Regions from separate parts of the Zea mays genome. Here region 1 is linked to region 2. The links are chromatin contacts, called in public Hi-C maps. All regions are on one chromosome and are shown on one strand. Each heading gives the region's core, a stretch centred on a gene start, on an enhancer-like site or on the middle of the called end of the contact. The rest is flanking DNA. Distances are from core to core; before and after follow the strand shown. Region 1 holds the start of LOC103654816 (ABC transporter G family member 39). Region 2 holds the start of LOC100280000.

The links. A called contact is a pair of places that touch in the nucleus more often than the background predicts.
Region 1: a contact with region 2 is called in a Hi-C map of tassel, with 4 times the contacts expected there. The contact joins the promoter of LOC103654816 here to the promoter of LOC100280000 in region 2. A contact is called at or near these places in 8 of 25 Hi-C or Micro-C datasets (ear, endosperm, leaf and 2 more).

Annotation. Positions count from the first base shown.
Region 1 is chr4:239,883,349-239,886,376 of Zm-B73-REFERENCE-NAM-5.0, forward strand. It overlaps LOC103654816 (ABC transporter G family member 39), which reads right to left and starts at 1,376. Exons shown (of 23, transcript XM_008681639.3): 1 at 701-1,376; 2 at 470-590; 3 at 272-360; 4 at 109-193. The coding sequence starts at 1,035. It overlaps LOC103654815 (a long non-coding RNA gene), which reads left to right. Exons shown (of 3, transcript XR_566350.3): 2 at 65-212; 3 at 307-596. It overlaps LOC100276452, which reads right to left. Exons shown (of 9, transcript NM_001360692.1): 9 at 2,665-2,938. The coding sequence ends at 2,849.
Region 2 is chr4:239,710,823-239,713,604 of Zm-B73-REFERENCE-NAM-5.0, forward strand. LOC100280000 reads right to left here and starts at 1,504. Exons shown (of 14, transcript NM_001152948.2): 1 at 1,330-1,504; 2 at 1,084-1,209. The coding sequence starts at 1,182.

The DNA.
Region 1 (3,028 bases), core at 126-2,625, 170 kb after region 2:
CAAGTTCACCTATTCAGTACAGTTTACAGCTAACTTTCTCCCAATATATACCCTTTTTCCCTAGAATTCAGAAGTTCACAATCAAGAAATTATCGCAAGATGTGATACCTTCAGATTGGAGTCAAGTTTCCCTGACAAAGCCAGAAGTAGACTTGTTTTCCCGGATCCAGGAGGGCCAAGCAGCAAGGACATTCTGAAAGAAGTGCCAGTTAGTAAGTACAACTACAGAAAAACTGAAAACCTTGCACTTTAAAATTCTTTGGCTTCTTACCTGCCGGGTCTTATGACCCCACTGATATCGTGAAGGATGGAGACAGGCCTCTTCCCGCTAGAGACGATGTGCATAGCACTTAGTACATCCTATGATGGTAGCAGCTCACAAGAGTTAGTAGCCGAAGGAATTTCTTCTCCGTGGCTGCCTAAGAAGCATGGAGGTGCCCGCTGCTGCAGAGGAGATGCACATGCATACCATGACTTTGTTGGAGAAGAAGTTGGTCATCGTGGGGACACCTCGGTTGCCGACGTAGGCCTCGGCGTCGATGTTCAGGTTCTCAAAACGCACCTCTATCGTCGGATTATCGATCCCAACCCTGCAGGCAGGTCAATTTACAATCGCTTTCAGAATTTCTCTTCACCTCACCGGTGGTGACCAAGGGGATTCAAATAAGAGCTGAACTTTTTTTTTCTTTCTTTTACTCACAGCTCCATGCGGTCGCGGAGCTTGAGCAGGAAGCGCTCGTTGTCCTCCTCGGCGGTGCGCACGAGGCGCTCGATGAGGTTCTTGCGCTCCTGCATGCCGAGCCCCTGGATGTCCACCTCCTCGACGCCGGCGCCGGCCGCGTTCCCCGTGAGGATGCCCTTGCGCATGCGGTCGTAGGTGGGCAGCTTCTCGATGGCCGCCCAGCGCAGCGCCTCCTCGTCGTCCTCCTCCCGCACGGACCGGCCGAACGCGTCGCTCCGCCCGGACGCCCGCCACGACGACGCCGTCCGCCGCATGCTCCCGCCGGCGATGCTCCCCATCTGCACTAAGTCCATCCTCGCGCGCCCTCAGGGCCTCGGTTCGGTTTTTTTTTTCTTTCCCGCCGGCGATGCAAACCCCCTCCGTTTTTTTGTCTTTCCTGACGAACACTTCTCCCTGCTTGAGCTTGAGTGCTTGACTCTGTGTTCTTTGTCTTTTTGCTGTAGGCCTGTAGCTCTAGGCGTGTAGCTTGCTGCTCTCCGTGAAGAAGAGGAAGGGAGAGGGAGAGATGTTCGTAGTGTCTGATGAATGAGGAGGAGGTGGCGACGAGGTATAAATACCTGCGCGTGCTAATGCTCGTCGGGGAAGGTGATTAGTGCGTGGGGGAGGTGGCGGGCGCGTCGGTCACTTGATTCGCGGGAAACTCGGCCGTTGTACTACTAGTTTTATCGTCACTTGAGTCCAGCGTAAATAGTTTGACCGGTTGAACGGGCTCCGCTGTGTGCGGCTTGACCGGCCCACTTGGCGTTGCTTGCTCCACCACCGGTCGGGACGAACCGTCGCCGTCACGTCCAGGATAAAGAAAGTGTGTAGGGTAACTAACGTTAATCACCCACCCGCGTTTGATCCTTTCACAACCAATTCCACTCGTGGGTCAAGTAAGGTCCTGTTTACATGTACTAAAGCTACTAAAATTAACCGAAGACATCTAGACAACACAGTTAATGGTGCGGCTATTAGTTTCTAGATAGAGACATCCGAACATCATTAGCTAATAGTTTAGCTAACTATTAATTGTACTCTCAATTATTCTTTAGTTTATTAGCAGGTTTAATCTAGCTAAAAATCAACTACTAGTTAATAGCTAGGCAGCTAACTTTACTATTGGCCCTAAGTCAAGATAGCACAGACCTACGTCAGGAGCGTCCGAGTGAGAAGCGGTCAAGATGGGCTTGCGCCGACAATTGTGGCAGGCGGCAGCTACAGGTCAGAGATGGCCTGCTCTGCTTTACGTGGAGTCTCCTCTCTTCCAGGTCTGACCGGTTCGGTACAGGCGTACAGCGCAGCAGAGTAGAGCAGCACTGTTTAGAAGCTAAAATACTGAAATGAATTTGAGTGGCTAATTAAATAAGAAAGAAAATTTAGCCTTTTAATTCTCTTTAGTTTTGTGGTTTTCAAACTAATCCTTTGAGTGGAAGCTTGCACACCATTTGTTGAGAGAGTGAGAGGGGAAGGGGTCATATGATGACCGTGATAAATGTAAGAATCAGATTAGAATTTGACTCTATTTTTTTATTTTTAAACTAAAAATAATTTAGAATTCTAATAAATTATGAAAAAACATTTGAACCAAATGAATCGGGTCATCCGGTGTGGCGAGCCCCGCGTGACGGTTCGGCGGCCGGGGATACGGGCGGTGGAGCGGCGGGCGCTTCTAAATTACAGTCACAATAGCGCCAACTTGTCCAGACAAAAGGTTTTGTACTCTTTTGACTGTATTTGCCTCTTCAGGCTCGGCAACTACCTTCGGGTTTATCATTGACGGCGTCAAGCTCAGGCATCAACAAGCCAGCATGATATATGTGATTGACAAACAGAACACGAACGTTTCTCAAGTCAAACCTGCCTAACTGAACAGCTCTGATATTAGGGCAGATCATACCGTATCAGCAATAGTCAGGCCGGCTAATAAATTCAACTTTGAAAAAAAAAAACAAGCCATAGCAAATGTGCACTGTGCAGCCATTCATTCCCTGATCCTTACACAACATTTTCCCGTTTCTAGTTACAGTACAGTTCTATTATACATGGCAAATCCAAACTACAAATCTAACAAATTAGTAAACCTCACAAGCCGTGACATGACAGCTGGCAGCCCCCTTTGGGTGTTCAAACCACGCCGTTCTCATACATCGAGCCATCTCTGGTAGTAGCATCTTCGGCCATGTCAAGCTCGGCCATGGCAGCGTCAACAAGAGACTAGAATCAAAACAGAGGATCAGCGCACCGTTCTCACCTTGCCAACAACATAAGCAAACCTAAACGACAGGGTGTGGTTGTTCTCAACAA
Region 2 (2,782 bases), core at 254-2,753:
ATGTACAGAAGATCCCAGAACCAAGATACTTCCAAGTTGACAAGGTAAGCAAATAAGTACAAAAGAGAAAAGAAAATAAACAAGTTATTCACTTTACAAAGCAAACGGAACATATGAAAGATACTAATGCCTAACCCCCAAAAGTTTGATGAGATACAAAGTAGCAGTTCAGTCAAAGGCACACACAATATCCGCTTGAGCACTGAGGGAGTAGGGTTACCTCAAGCTTCATAAAGTGCAGTGCCTGACGTGAGGCGTGGACCTCACCACACAAGATGACTTAGCCCCAGACAGGAAAGGAAAAAGAAGGAAAAGAGCAGTAGGGTAGTCCTAACTAGGTGTAATTGGTAGGCTCTTAAGAAATCAAATGCAGTTCATGAATAGCAGGTGTTTTGAGATCTTTTGCTCACATATCAGTTTGTTCTTTAGCTTCATCCATGTGCCACATCCTCTACAAATGTGACAAATTATATATAAAAACGAACTGATATGCTATTTGACTTAATCGACGAGACGATGAACTTTCTTAAATACATTTTCTGATATTTCTACGTGGCTATTCATTTATAGGAGTGATGCCCACAACAAGGTGAAACATCCATATTTTGTTACCTAACCATAACAACTTCAATATTTGGCGGCATCACTAGCCAGCGCCTCTGAGAAAACCAGTATACAACTTTCCTAATTAACAGCTTAGGTTCCTGTTAGTTAGGTCCAGAAAAGTGCTGGAAGTGAGACTGAGAATCATAAAAGTTGCCTCTCTTGCAAGCAGTAGCAACAATTAGCAACTATATATAAAATCACAGTAAAACAATAATGGCTGACTACCATAATGACAGAGTGAATTCCAACTGCTTGCATCAAGGCTACATTCCATTCCACTGGACTGCAATTGACCTTAAAGTCTAAACCCACGCAATACAACACCTAGTTCTGCAGCTTCTTCCCAATATGCCATGTGTGTGTCATTCGTGGCAGCAGAGCATTGTGGCGGATGAAGCCAAGCAAGCTAAAAACAGCTCCTACCTGCCCGCTAGCTCCGTGACCAACAAACCTGTCCACATTCAACAACATACTCACCAAATTATTGCAGTTGATGCAGCGCTTGTTGGCGGGCAGCTTCAGCAGGCCGCGGATGATCTTCTCGTGCCTCTCGTCCTCCTTGATCCGGCTCGCCATCACCACCGGATCACCCCGCCCCGAACCCTGGAACTCACAGCAGAGCAAGCAAAATCACACCAAAACCCAGCCGAAATGGTCCGAGATCCGGCAAGCCCAGCCAGATCCGCCTCCGAATCACCTCAACCCAATCGAACCCGGCCTCACCTGCGGGTGGGTGCGCGCTCCTCGGTGCGCGAGCGAGCGCGAGATCCCGCGCGCGTGCTGAGGCCGAGGCGGAGGCGAGACAACGAGGTGGTGGTAGCGGCGAGCGAAAAGGCTCGTCTCTTTTGTTGCTGCTGGCTTGCTTCGATGCGCGTGTTTAACAGAGAAAAAAAGAAACTTTTTCCTCGTGGGGTTTGCGGGGAGGTGACTGCGTGGGGAGAAGAAGTGACCGGGTGCAGCCGGTCGCGGGGAAGGCGGTGTCTAGACAGCTAGCTGGCTAATGATTTCTGACGAGTGCTAAATCGACGACAGGTGGTGATTACCAGCTTGTTCGCTGCGGCTTGCTGCGGCTGCAATCCGGCTGCGGCTGCGGCTTCTACAGTATTTTTCTCTCTATGGATTGCAGCTGCAGCAGTCCAAACAGCTGCAACAGTGTCGGCTTGTAGCCAGCCGAACACGCCCTACGTTACAGGAAACGCGACCAGTATGTTGGGCTTTTTAATTAGTGGCTAGGTTGTGCAGTGCAGCCATGCATATGAGCTGTAACCATATACGTATATGTAGAGTTTATTCGGTTACATTTGAATTGAAAAGGATTAAAAGAGATTAAAACCATCTAGTCAAAATTGTATAGAATAGTCAAAATTGTATAGAATAGGATTTAATTCATTTCTATACCGAACAAGACCGTAGGGGAGATGATGGTGTGATCGGTTACCTATTGGTTTTTAGACTTTTTTACCTATATTATTTGTATCTCTATACTCCTTTAAAGCACCTTTAAAGCATGAGTCTCCGCCTCCTACATCTCGCCTAACCGACAGGAAGCGAATCAAGGAAGGATAATCTCTATACTCCTTTAAAGCATTTAAAGCACGATCTTCTACTATTTTGTGTCACGCACGAAGCGCGTAGTTGAAAGTACCTTTGGAGACCTTGATGTCGCTTAGAGAGGGTTGAATAAGCCAAGATAAAAAAAAATTAACTCTATTGAACTCAACTTACTTGATTTGATCGGTAGCAACGGATTAATGTCTTAATCCGATAAATATATGCACTTCACAAACACTTAAACCAAATATACAATAAGAAGTGCAAGCAATGTGAAAGTTGTCTAGAGGGGGTGAATAGGCGAAACATGAAATTTATAACTTAAAACACAAACTTCAACCCCGGGTTAGCGTTAGAACAAGAATAAGAATGAACGAATTAAGAGAGAGGTGTTCTTCTTGGTTAGAGTTGGAATGCAGAATTACTTGGGAGCAATTCAAATTGATATGGAATCAAGCACAAACAAGAGAACAAAAAAGAGGGGAGAGGAAGAAGCAAATCGTAAATGAAGATCGAACACAAAGAGCACGGGTGATTTGTTTCCCGATGTTCGGCTCCGAAGAACCTACGTCCCCATTGATGAGTCCACTAAGAACAGGTTTCTTTCAACCATTTTCCTCTCTCG